Regions from separate parts of the Mus musculus genome. Here region 1 is linked to region 2. Evidence: chromatin contacts called from public HiChIP or PLAC-seq data. All regions are on one chromosome and are shown on one strand. Each heading gives the region's core, a stretch centred on a gene start, on an enhancer-like site or on the middle of the called end of the contact. The rest is flanking DNA. Distances are from core to core; before and after follow the strand shown.

Evidence for each region. HiChIP or PLAC-seq counts read pairs in DNA pulled down with a chosen protein or histone mark.
Region 1: a contact with region 2 is called in an HNF4G HiChIP or PLAC-seq map of pancreatic cancer cells. The contact joins the promoter of Vstm5 here to the enhancer-like site in region 2. A contact is called at or near these places in 2 of 39 promoter capture datasets (hippocampal neurons and pre-B cells), 1 of 484 Hi-C or Micro-C datasets (nephron progenitors), 1 of 115 datasets of contacts at active chromatin or transcription factors (pancreatic cancer cells) and 1 of 9 other capture datasets (adipose tissue).

What each region holds. Positions count from the first base shown.
Region 1 is chr9:15,236,936-15,242,488 of GRCm38.p6, reverse strand. Vstm5 (V-set and transmembrane domain containing 5) reads right to left here and starts at 3,444. Exons shown (of 4, transcript NM_026955.2): 1 at 3,131-3,444. The coding sequence starts at 3,218. It overlaps Gm51702 (a long non-coding RNA gene), which reads left to right. Exons shown (of 3, transcript XR_003948285.1): 3 at 1-1,406.
Region 2 is chr9:15,067,447-15,073,434 of GRCm38.p6, reverse strand. It overlaps Hephl1 (hephaestin-like 1), which reads left to right. Exons shown (of 20, transcript NM_001164797.1): 13 at 3,592-3,731. Among named protein-coding and RNA genes, the nearest start is that of Panx1, 25 kb to the right of the region's middle. Within about 2 kb of position 4,309, at least 73 of the 459 cell types and tissues checked have an H3K27ac peak or open chromatin away from gene starts, as enhancers often do. A contact at or near this core is called in pancreatic cancer cells, where this site is marked.

The DNA of each region.
Region 1 (5,553 bases), core at 2,195-4,694, 170 kb before region 2:
AGCAGTTGACACTGAAACTATGTCCTCTTCTCTCTCCTTTGAACCAAGGCAGTCCTGGTTCAAAGCCCTGGTCTCTTAATCAGTCCTGGTTACTTTCCTGTTTGGAAGAACATGTCTACAGTTGCGCAGCCCCATGAGTTAGTCAAGCAGGATAAGAACCCACATTCTTCCTTCACTTTGTCCTGGCCCTGTCAGTTGAGATTGGCAGAGTTTCTGTTGGGGTGGCTGATTAGTGTGTGCATTCACACCCATACTTACTGGGGCTGTTCACCACACCCTTGCCACTCTCTTCCTAATATACCTTTAGTATTATTATTTTACACTACAGGCAGGTTACAGCCAAATCTTTAAGATCTGGCTTGTTTGTTTGTTTGTTTGTTTGTTTTGAGACACGATCTTACTATGTAGTCTTAGTTGGCCTAGAGCTCATAATGGAGACCACGCTGGCCTCCTAAGTGCACCACCATGCCCAGCTCAATTTCTCATTTCCTCTTGGATTTGCTATGAGCAGCCAGGAGTGAGAAAGCCCCTTCTCCAACACTTTGGTTAGAAATCTCCTCAGCTAAATAAGCAGCCGCCCCACTCTCGACTTCTACCTTCCTCAGAACACTGACGCACAAAGGCAGCTCAGCCCGGATCTTCACTACTGCACAGGAATTTCCTCCGCACTGTCCAAGAACACTCCTTATTTCTCTGTAAGACCTCACCTGAACCTCCCTTCCAACCCACGTTTCTAGTATACTGAAAACTTCTCCAGCTCCACCCAGTAACTGGCTCTACAGCGCCATCTACAGCTCTACATGCTCATGACACTAGCTCCGCACTTGGCAGTACAAGTTGTCTAGTGTGGGCTGCAGTTAAGAGTCTATGGACTGGATGACTGAAGTGCGGGGGTTTATTTTCCCCTCTCAGTCTTGGAGGACAGGAAGTGCAAGATCCAACGTATTTAATACAGACCCCCCAATACATCTATAGTCATACTATATTTTAATTTAAAATTATTTTTACATTTACTTATTTACTTGTGTGCATCCTATTTGTGTGTGTGTGCCTGGGTGCATGGACTCTGTGGAGGTCCCTGGATAAACTTACAGGAGCCAGTCCGCTCTCCTCACCTTGTGAGTCCCAGTACCTTTGCCTGCTGAGTGCTCTCACTGGCAAGACATTTATAGTTAAGCGAACACCCTCTTCCTGGCTTATTAAATTGTTCACTGTGTCCCCACCAGCAGAGAAAGAGTTCTGAGTTCTCTTTGATAAGGACACTAGTCTCACCACAGTGGGGACTAACGCCACATCAGAGGTTTCAACCAATGCATCTGGGGGATATATTTAGTCCCTAACACCACCATTGAGAGAGCAAACGCTTCCAAATACAGGAATCTTGTGTTTGGGGACATGTTGTAACACAGGCTTTTTTTTTTTTTTTTTTTTTTTTTTTTTTGAAGGCAGCTTCTTGCTCTCACTTTCTTCCTTCTTTTATATTATTTATGGTTTCTTGTTAACCGTGCTAGGTGCCAAGCACAGGGCCTTGTTCATGCTAGAAAAGAGTTGCCATTGAGTTATACCCCAGCCTTTGGCAGAAGCTGAGGAGGCAGAGGATGCAGGGAGCTGGTGAGGAGAGGAGAGGCCCTCTCCACATTGCTGGGTTGGCCTCCAGCACAGGCCCCCTCCAAGCAGGCTCACACCCACTCGGCATTTGGGAAGAGCTGCTCCTGGTTGGAGAGGGGCAGACTCAGGGCTCATCAGAGCGGACAGTACTGACCTGCCTGGTGACAGCCGGGCAGGAGACAGTCACCAGGTGACACAGACTTTCACCTACTCCTCAGGCTTACATGTCACACTGTCATGGTGGCTCCCATCTAACTGCTAGGACCAGGTAAGTGTGGGTTCCTTTGCAGAGAGTCCTCTGGTTTCCCAAATCTGGGTTCTAAGTGTTCCCAGAAGGCAGCACCTACCTCCTTCAAAGGCCACGTCAAAGGAAAAATTGTTAACCACTGTATCCTACTGTGGCCTGCTTCCTGCAGGGAGAAGTCAGGCTCTGGATATTACCCTCTGAACATCACAGACAGACGGCTGTACCAAGAGCAAGAATGGTGACAAGAAACTTGTACTTGGGAAAACAACGGGAAAGATCACTGTCAAGATTCCTACCTGATGGATTAACAAGGGGCTAAGTCCAGGCCCCCCAGCGGCAGAAGCCACAGCCCAGCCATCTCAGCCCAGTCTTACTGAGTCTTACAAATACAAAGGCTGGTCTCCAAGAAAAGACCTAGAAGCTGTTTGAGCCTTGGCTTCACCGCACGCTAGGTAGGTAGTCACCTTCCCTGAGCAGTGTTGCCTTCCCGTGCCTCAGTTGCAGCACTTGTAGAACACAGAAAAAGAGGCTCTCATTTCATATGGGCTAAATGGTTAGGAAGTTTGTGGATCCCAAGAATCTGTGAACAAAGGCGCTTGATGAAGATCTGCTTTCCCCACCAGCCCTCTTAACTCCAGCCACCCGTCTCTGGCTTCTCTAAACCTCCATGAACTGACCCATAAGATGGTAATGGTAATAATGTTAGTCCTTGAACAAGAAGAGAATTGCACTATAATCTTTCGTGTCTATAGATGATGTTCAATGTGTACCACATTCTGACTCACCATTCTAGTGCTGCCTCACAGGGCACCTTCTCTGGTCTCATGCTCCAGTGAACCCCACGACCTCTTTTCCTGAGCCCCAGGCTACCTGGAAGTCTGCTGCATGTTAAGGGAGATCCATAGGACCCAGGAAACCCAAGGAGGGTCTACCACCAGAGAGTGACAGTGAGCACCCTGGGGTTTGCAGCCTGGTTATTTTCAGAAAGAAAATAAAAATTGCTGCCCAGGAGGCCAGGGCCCGGCAGGGAGCGAGTTATCTCCAGGACGGCTTCCTGCTTTGACAGCAGCAGCCACAGCGGCCCAGAGCACTGAGAGAGCCTTGGCTCGGCCTAGGACTCTCCAGCTGCGCCCCGCCAGCTTAGAGGCGGTGAAATGAGACTAGCCCGCATCACCTTGGCCTCCCGACAGCACCATAGGGGACGTTCCTTCCAGCGATGTTCTTCCCACCCTCCATGTTGCTCCCACCTACGAGGTCTCCCAATCAGGCACTTACTCTGCAGACAGCGGGCAGCAGTCACCCAGAACGCGAGCAGCCCCAGCGGGATGCCTTGGGTCCTCTCCCCGCACCGCAGTGGTCTCATGAGCGAGCCGCGGGCTGTATAGAACCCCGCATGGGCCTCGGGGAGGTGGCCGGTCCAATGCTCGCCCTCAGCAGCGCCCCGCAGCGTAGCGCGCCAGCCTAGCCTCCCAAGCCTTGGCTCTGCTGCTCTGCTTGCAACTCAGCACGTCTCAGCTCCTGCAGCTGCTCCGCCAGAGGCAGATGAGCAGGTTGTACTCTGGTTCAACCAGTTCCCAGGACAGAGGGAAGAAAGGAGGAAGGGAAGAGGGAGGGAGGAGTGAAAGAACGGAGGACTATAAATATGCAAAGATATGGGGTAATGGGAAGGCACGCACTCAGAGGCACTAATGGCAAATAATGAGCAATTTCCTGAGGGTCACACCCACTTTATCAATTCAAGGTTCAGTGCAGGGAGGTGACTGGGGGGAGGGCTAGTGCTAGCTGCTGTTCAAGGGTCCAAAAAGACAATTTGAGGACTTCATGGGCAAGTGGGAGGCTTTTAGGAAAGCCAAGTGACAGCCTGGGGTGTGAGGAGTGAGGGGAAACAGATAGGGTGACTCAGGCTGGCTCTGTGGAGTAGATGCAGTTATGCTCCATCCATCCATCCATCCATCCATCCATCCATCCGTCCGTCCGTCCGTCCGTCCGTCCATCCATCCATCCGTCCGTCCGTCCGTCCATCCGTCCGACTATCCATCCATCCGGCCAGTTACTCAGCCAGCCAGGAAAGGATTCTGAAAGCTGCGTTCTGTCTGGGACCTGGCTCAGGTGGGCGTTCCACCACAGGACAGTGTTGGAATGATGCCTGAGCTACACTTAGAGACACAACCACACTGATTTGCAGAGCCCCTAGAGGTGGCCCTCCTGTAATCTCAGCACTCTGGAATCCTCAGGAGTGACTAGGTACTTTAGGAATCCTAGCAAGGGGTGGGGCCTGCAAACAATGACCAACTGCTATATAGTCTGCTGTTAAATGAAGAACCAGGATGCTGTAAGACTCAAAGCAGCTGGACTCAAAGGGGGATGTGGTGATGTGTAAAGATGTGGAAGTCGGGGAAACTAAAACTGGCCCAAGCTAGTTGTGGCAGTATGGTTTACTTCGTCAGAGCTAGATCTTCTTACTAGGGAATAAGATTCCGAGCAAACAGCAGTGATACTTAAAAGGGAAGTCTACTCGGGAGGGCGGCTCTGGAAAAGATTCTGCTTTCCTGGGGAAAGGATAGAAAGGGCGGTGGCTGCTTGCTGTGTAGCCGTTTCCTTCCAGCTGAGACACTCTTTCCTGAAAGGAGGAGGCAGCTCACAAAGCACAAGCCACTCAAAGGATTCAGGGCACTAGGGCACTTAGAGAACTCTTGGAGTATGCCATTGCCAGGGAGAGGAGACTCTTCCACAGAGCTGCAAGTTGTAGAGGGAGCCCCAGTGATGGGCTGGGCTGGGCTTCTCTGTAATGCAGCCGCTGGAATCACCCATGTTCCTGACCCTTGCTAATGTAACCTTAATACACTCATTGTTCTGAGCTGGAGAGAAGTAGTCTTTCCAGGAAACGCTTCACAGCTCTCCTCCTGCCTCGAAGACATTCCTTCTCCTTAGATCTGGAGCTCTTGACATATTTCGTGAAATTTCAAGTGAGGACAAATCTCGCTAGGTGAGGATGGAGGAACAGAAAGACAGGAAGTGCCAGGAGACAGCGGTGTGTAGCATGCTCTCCCAGGAGACCATGGGATGTAGCACGCCCTACTGTGATCTGGCTCTTGGGGGGGGTTGTATCTGCAGTAAGACTCTGGGTGGGATGAATGCTGGGGCTCAGCTTGCATTCTCCTTTCTGTTTAGTACAGGATTCTCACCCACGGGATGGTGTCCCTCAAAGTTAACGTAGGCCTTCCTACCCCAATTAACCAGATTTAGATAATCTCTCACAGGTGTGCCAAAGGACGTCTTTCCCAGGTGACTCTAGAACCATTAAGTTGGTCATTTTAACCATCACACACACATTCTGGTGAGAACAAGAATGGTCTACCCTGGAACTGCACTCACAGTGTCCTCTTTATTGGCTATCATTGGCTCATGGGTAAAAAGATGAGACCATTGGGGACTCCCTGGGAGTGGCATGTGGCCATTGCTGGGATTGCTAAAGCAGAGGACATGAACCTACAGGTATTACCACCCATGCCTGTCACACAAGAAGTCCTGGACTCATAATGAAGCTAAGTCAGGTATGGTGAATTAAGAAGCTGAGGAAGAAGGAAACCAAGTTTGAGGCTAGCCTGGGCTACGTAGCAAGGCTCTCTTTCAAAAATAAAAATATTTTAAAAGTCAAAAGAATGAAGCTAAGATGAGACAAACTGGGCCGGGACCCA
Region 2 (5,988 bases), core at 3,060-5,559:
GGCAATGCTCAAGCTACACAGAGATCTGTCAGTCCTGGTTCTCCCTCTACTGTCCTAGTTCTGGAGTCCAAGAATCAAGCTTCCCGGGACACAAGGAAGGCTTCGGGCATAGACTGTGCTTCCTCTAAGTTAACACCCTCTGCATTACAACTCCCTGCTGCTTGGATATAACTGCCCTGGAATGCAGATGGGGCCTCCAAGGGAAGAGTGAGGGCACCCGGCTAGTCTGTGGGAGAACAGGAGCTGAACACAGAGCTTACCAGGGCAAATCCATGTTCTCTCCAACATACCACACTGTCCTTTGTCCTTGCACTCGTCATTGCTCTCAGTACCTAGGCCAAGCTCTCCTTACCACCCATCTCCTTCATGTCTGCACACTGCTTCCCATAAGCTCAACACATGGGTTCCTTCTCTTACTTACTAGCCATTGTTTTAAGGAAGAGCTATTGTAAGGCTGCCACCTTAGAGATAAATGAGAAGAAAAAATCTATACTTCTGTGTGTACTTCTAGCTCTGGGGTTCTGGGCTAAACAGTCCAGAAAACAGGAGGGTGCTGGTAGGAAAGAGGAATAAAATGAATTAATTCCCTACTGCTCTGGTTAGAGACCATAAACCAACAAAAGTGAGGTTAGATAAGGACGCAGCCATATGTTTGAAGTGTATCAAATTCTATAGTTTTGTCAGCTTTCCATGAAGCACAGGGACAGCAAAATGGCTCAGTAGGTAAGGGGGCTTGCTGTTCAAGCCTGATGACCCATGTTCAGTCTCCACATCCCACAGTGGGGCAAGAGAACCAACTCCCAGGAGTTGTCCTCTGACTAAGCCTAAGCCCCCTACAAGGCATGCCCTGGGGTACACATCCAGTCTCTCCACTGACAGAAGCTGAAGGACCAGTGCCTTCTACCCCAGCTTTTATGCCCGTGCTTTTTCTTTTTTCAGTACTGAGGATCAAGCTAACACCTCCTCCATCTAAATAAGCACTCGACCACTGATAGCACCAGCTGCTTGTTTAAAACCGGGGCTCATTACGTTGCCCAGGTTGGAACTCACTTTCCGATCGCCTGCTTCAGCCACTAGAGAGGCTTCCACGTGTCTAGACCACACCTCTCATGTGCCTAGACCACACCTCTCAGGTGTCTAGACCACACCTCTGGCCTATGCATCCCGTTTTGCCCCAGGGTATTACTTTGACCCACTTCCTGACACAAACCATCTCTGAGACACTTATTGCCTTGACCTGCCCAGACCTTCTGCACCACCTCCATATCCAAATTTCTTCAGAGCGTGCTGGGAAGACTTCGGGATGCCTGAAAGGCAGCACACGGACCTGCTGGCACAGTGTCAGCATCAGATGTGTACAACAAAAGAAAATCTGAAAAAGTAGACCAAGTTGTTAAAGGAAAATGAAGTTATGGCACTAATGCCTGAGCTTGAAGAGCAGTATGCATATAATTTAGTCATCCCAGGGTCACCATAATGAGCACCTACCAAGCAATAATTATGCACCAGGCCTCCGCTCAGACTTCTATAAACAATTTGTCATGGTGGCACCACAGTGACTCATCCAGTCAGCATCTTCCTAGCATCAGATGTGATAAAGTTCTTTACAGCAATTGATGTGTACCTTTCATATGGAGGAGATCTGGGAAATAGCAAACAGCACAGCTCTGGGCCTGTGCTGGTCACAAGCACAGCTAAGACCCACACATTAGTATAGTGTAGACTCCTCTCTTTCTCTCTCTCTTGGCAATGAGTGTAGTCAGAGGTGCATATGTATTATTGAATGTCCACTGGACAGACGGCTGATGACACTGCTGGACCCAGCAGGAAGGGAAGCAATCTTTAAGATAGGACAGTTCAATGATAAGTCACAGCCCCATCGTGGGGAGTGGTGGGGGAGGGTCATGCTTAAAAAAAGCTTCCTGGAGGAAGCAGTCTTTGAGATGAGGTGCGGAGTGTAAGACAGTGGAAGAAGTGGGCAATAGCAAGATGAACATGTCCAAAGCTAGGATGGGTTGAGGGCAAACCATGCCAAGGAGAGCAAACATCTAGAATGACCCTTGTGTCTGGGAGTTTCAGTGACAGCCAGTCAGGTTCAGGACTTAGGAAAAAAAGAAAATGCAGGGTCTGAGGCAGACTGAGAAGGTCTGCAGAGAGAAGCACTAAGAGGTTTCCCACAGGAAGAGAGAGAGGGTTGGACTTGGAGCAGACCACTCTGCCTGCAGAGTGGAGAGCAGGAAGTTGAGTAGGGGCCTGGGAAAGCCATGTAGAACTGTACTTAGATTAGAATACAGGTAGTTGATTTGGGAGAGGTGGAAGGACATTAGACTCACCCTATTTTAGAAAGGAAAGTGACTGTTTTTCTTGGAGACACTATTTCACTGTGTACCTAGTTGGGTCTTGAACTAGCCATCCTTCTGTTGCCAGCCTCCCAAGCAGCTGGAGTGATAGGCATGCCACTGTGCCCAGCTCTTCTTGAGTTTTCTTCTCCAGCTTTTGTGACCTACTTTGGTGACAGACACAGAGAACTTACTTTTCACAAACTTCACCATTTACAAGTGTTGTGCCTACTTGTTAAAATCTGTTTGTCACACCCCACTCCCAGAGAGTGGTGTGAAAGGCCAGCTTTTCAGGAAGGCCCTGGAGACACCGGAAGGGAGCACCACCTCAGAGTATTTCCGAATCCCTCAGAAACACTTGATGTTCCTGTGACAATTTGACAATATCTGAAGAGCTGCAAAAACATCCGTGGCCTGGTGCAGCATCAATGAAAGCAGATTGGAGTCCCGTTCCAGCTCTGCTGTTATGATCGAGTGCTCTTGGCCTGTGTTTTGCATTTGTGTGCCTTACATGGTCTGCTGTTAGAAAGAAGAGGGGTGCAGAAGCCCTCTCTCATTTCTCCTGGCACAATAGTGCTGGAATTGTGTTTATGAGAAAAATAAAAGACTAGGAGAAGCTTCCTTCAGGTTAGCTCTGTGAACTGAGGTCAGTGTTAACACAACACAGACATCTGTTAACGTGTCTTTGAACAGCTACACATACAACCCACTATTTGTGTAGGTCTCTAGAAAATAAAAATAACAAGAATTACTCATCTGTACACAGCTACATTCACAGTATACACCCTCCAGGCTTGCGGTGGGCAGTGGTAGCTGTGTGGGTGCAGGGGTGGGGGTGGGAGTGGGGGAATGCCAGCAAGGGATATAGAATGATGGCTGGCCATGAAACCTGGAGGATTTCAGAGCTATGAGGAGTGTGTGTGTGTGTGTGTGTGTGTGTGTGTGTGTGTGTAGTGTCAGCCAGAGAAGCACAGCCTCTGTTAGGATTCTCTGAGGTTAGCCCAGTTTAGAGCCCTGCAGCAGGTGACAGTAATGGTTTCCAAGGGTGGCCATGGGTCTGAGCTGGGTTCCTCCCATAAGGACAGAAGGAGCTCCGAGGTACTGATTTTTAGCCCTGCTCTCAGAGATGGTGCAAAAGCCAACTCCCTGGGGAGACCCTGATCCCAGCTGGGGGAGAATCACCCCAGATGACAGACACCCACAGTCTCCCCATCTTCTGACAACCTTGATTTCTAATGTCTTTTCTTTACAGACATGGAGATATATTTATGAACCACACTGAAAACTGGATTGGCTCTCAGTACAGGAAGGTTGTTTATAGGGAATATACAAATGGAGAATTTGTGGAGATTAAAGCTCGGCCACCTCAAGAAGAGCACCTTCAACTCCTGGGTATGGCGGATTTCAGACTGTCAGCCCCAAGCATGGGCATCTCTCTTGTTCCCCCTCCCCGCCCCATGCCTACCTCTCACACACCGCAGGATCCTCGTCCTCAGGGCAGTCTACCTGGTGTCTCATACTCTTTCTTGCCTTTCTATTGAACTGAGAAATTTCCCTTTTTAAAGGTTTGATGACTCAGGACATCACGTAGAGTGTCTGTGAGACATCCTTAAGGTCCTGGTTCACATGTGCACAGTGACATAGAACATACTATAAAACCAAGTAAGAACAAAAAGGACCGCCTTGTGTGAGGTGGCTGCCGAGGGTGACAGGTCCTGACCTGACCCCTGGGCCTCAGACCTGACTAGGCATATGATATATGCATGGACTCCAGGCTGACTGGTACCTCAGTTGTGTGGCTGGCCATCAACAATGCCAGTCCAACCTAAAGGATTTTAGAAATGCTTTCTACACCACACTAACTTTTCAAGTGTGGTTTACGCGTGCCAACAGCCTTACAGTGATTAGGTGCTCTCCTCCCCCACCCCGCCATGTTTTGTTGTCTCACCAGCTTGCTTGTCAGTCCACATGAGCTATCCATGAGTCACACACTGGAGCAGTTAGTATGCACAGAGCTCCAAAGGAAAGGGTTGGGCAGGCTGAGGGGGCGGGGCATGAGACCCAAGAGCCCAGCTTGATCAGTAACTGAGAGAAATGAGTGACTTACACTGGGGGCAAGTTAGCAGCCCCAGTGTCTCTAGTGTTAGAGTGAAGCCTTTTCTGTCACCTGCAGCTTACAGTGACCTGGACTCTCAGAAACTCAGTGGACACGCACAGGTCCACATCTGTTCACCACTACTGTGTGTCCCATCACATAGCACTGTCAGCCGGAAGGCATCATTTTTAAGCCAGCACAGCAAGGCTTGTGCAGTGGAGTCATGAACAGTAATGATTAATGTGTGCAAACTGTCTGAACTGTGTCCATGCTTACTGCTTAAATTCATAGCAGTTTCTTTTTTTTACTTCTGGAGATAACTATAGTTCAACAAAATGTAAATGTATTATCAACTTTAGCCATATCTCTTCAAATCAAAGGCAGGCTTGCTTCAGTGCCAAATGAATGGGTGGGTGGTGACATACCACTTACCAGCTAATTAAGGGCTTATCTCTGGATGAGTGCAGAACACACCAAATGCTGAAGGAGAAGGGACACTCAGTGATTAGCGGGGAGTCTGCACCACAAAGCTGTGTCTCCACACTAAATCTTTTTGAGGTGTTTCCCTAGCACTGCAAAGCAAGAGGCACTTGGCAAACCTCCCCCCTCCAGCCGATTCGGGGCTCACCTTCATGGACACACAAAAACCAGCTGCTCTCAACAGGAAAGCGAGTGTACGTGCGTGTGTGCGTGTGTGCATGTGTGTGTGTGTGTATGTGTGCATGCTGACAACAAACAGCTTAGAGGAGAAAGCCTTTATTTTAGCTCACAGCTACAGCTGTGAAGTCACAGCAGCCAGAGCCTGAGACAGCTTGGTCACATCACATCTACAGCCAAGAGCAGAGGAATGCATGCATGCTTAGTGCTCAGCTAGCTTTCTCTACTCTCAGGAAGTCCAAGGCCCCAAACCTGCAACTTTCAGGCTGTCTCCTTATATCAGTTAAGGCCATCAAGACAATCCCCACTCCTTCAGGTCAGCCTGATCTAGGCAATCCCTCATTAAGACTCTTCTCAGGTGGGTCAAGTCGAAGTTAAACTACCATCACAATATCCACATAATGAGAGTCAGCACTAGACATGTATTAGCAATGACTGTGTTACCATAAATTCCTTCACTACCTACCCATTGATACCCATCATTAGTAACAAATCTATTTATCAGGCATATGCAATTTTAGGTTCCTTAATGTTTGGTACAGGTATGAGCAATAGTTATTTTTCTGTTGCTGTGAAAAAAAAAAAACCACCATGACCAAGGCAACTTATAGAAGGAAGAGTTTATCTGGGTTTACAGTCTCAGAGAGCTAAGGGCCTGTCAGGGCAGGGAGGAGCTGGAGCAGGAAGCTGAAAGCTCACATCTTTAGGGCAAGGACAAAACAGAGAGAGCAAACTGAAAACAGTGTGAAGACTTTAATCCTAAAGCCCATGCCTACCGACATACTTCATTAGCAAGGCTACCACCTACACCTCCCAAACAATGCTAACCAACTGGAGACCAAGCATTCAAATGCCCAAGACTATGGGGACACTTCTCATGCAACTGACCATAGATTA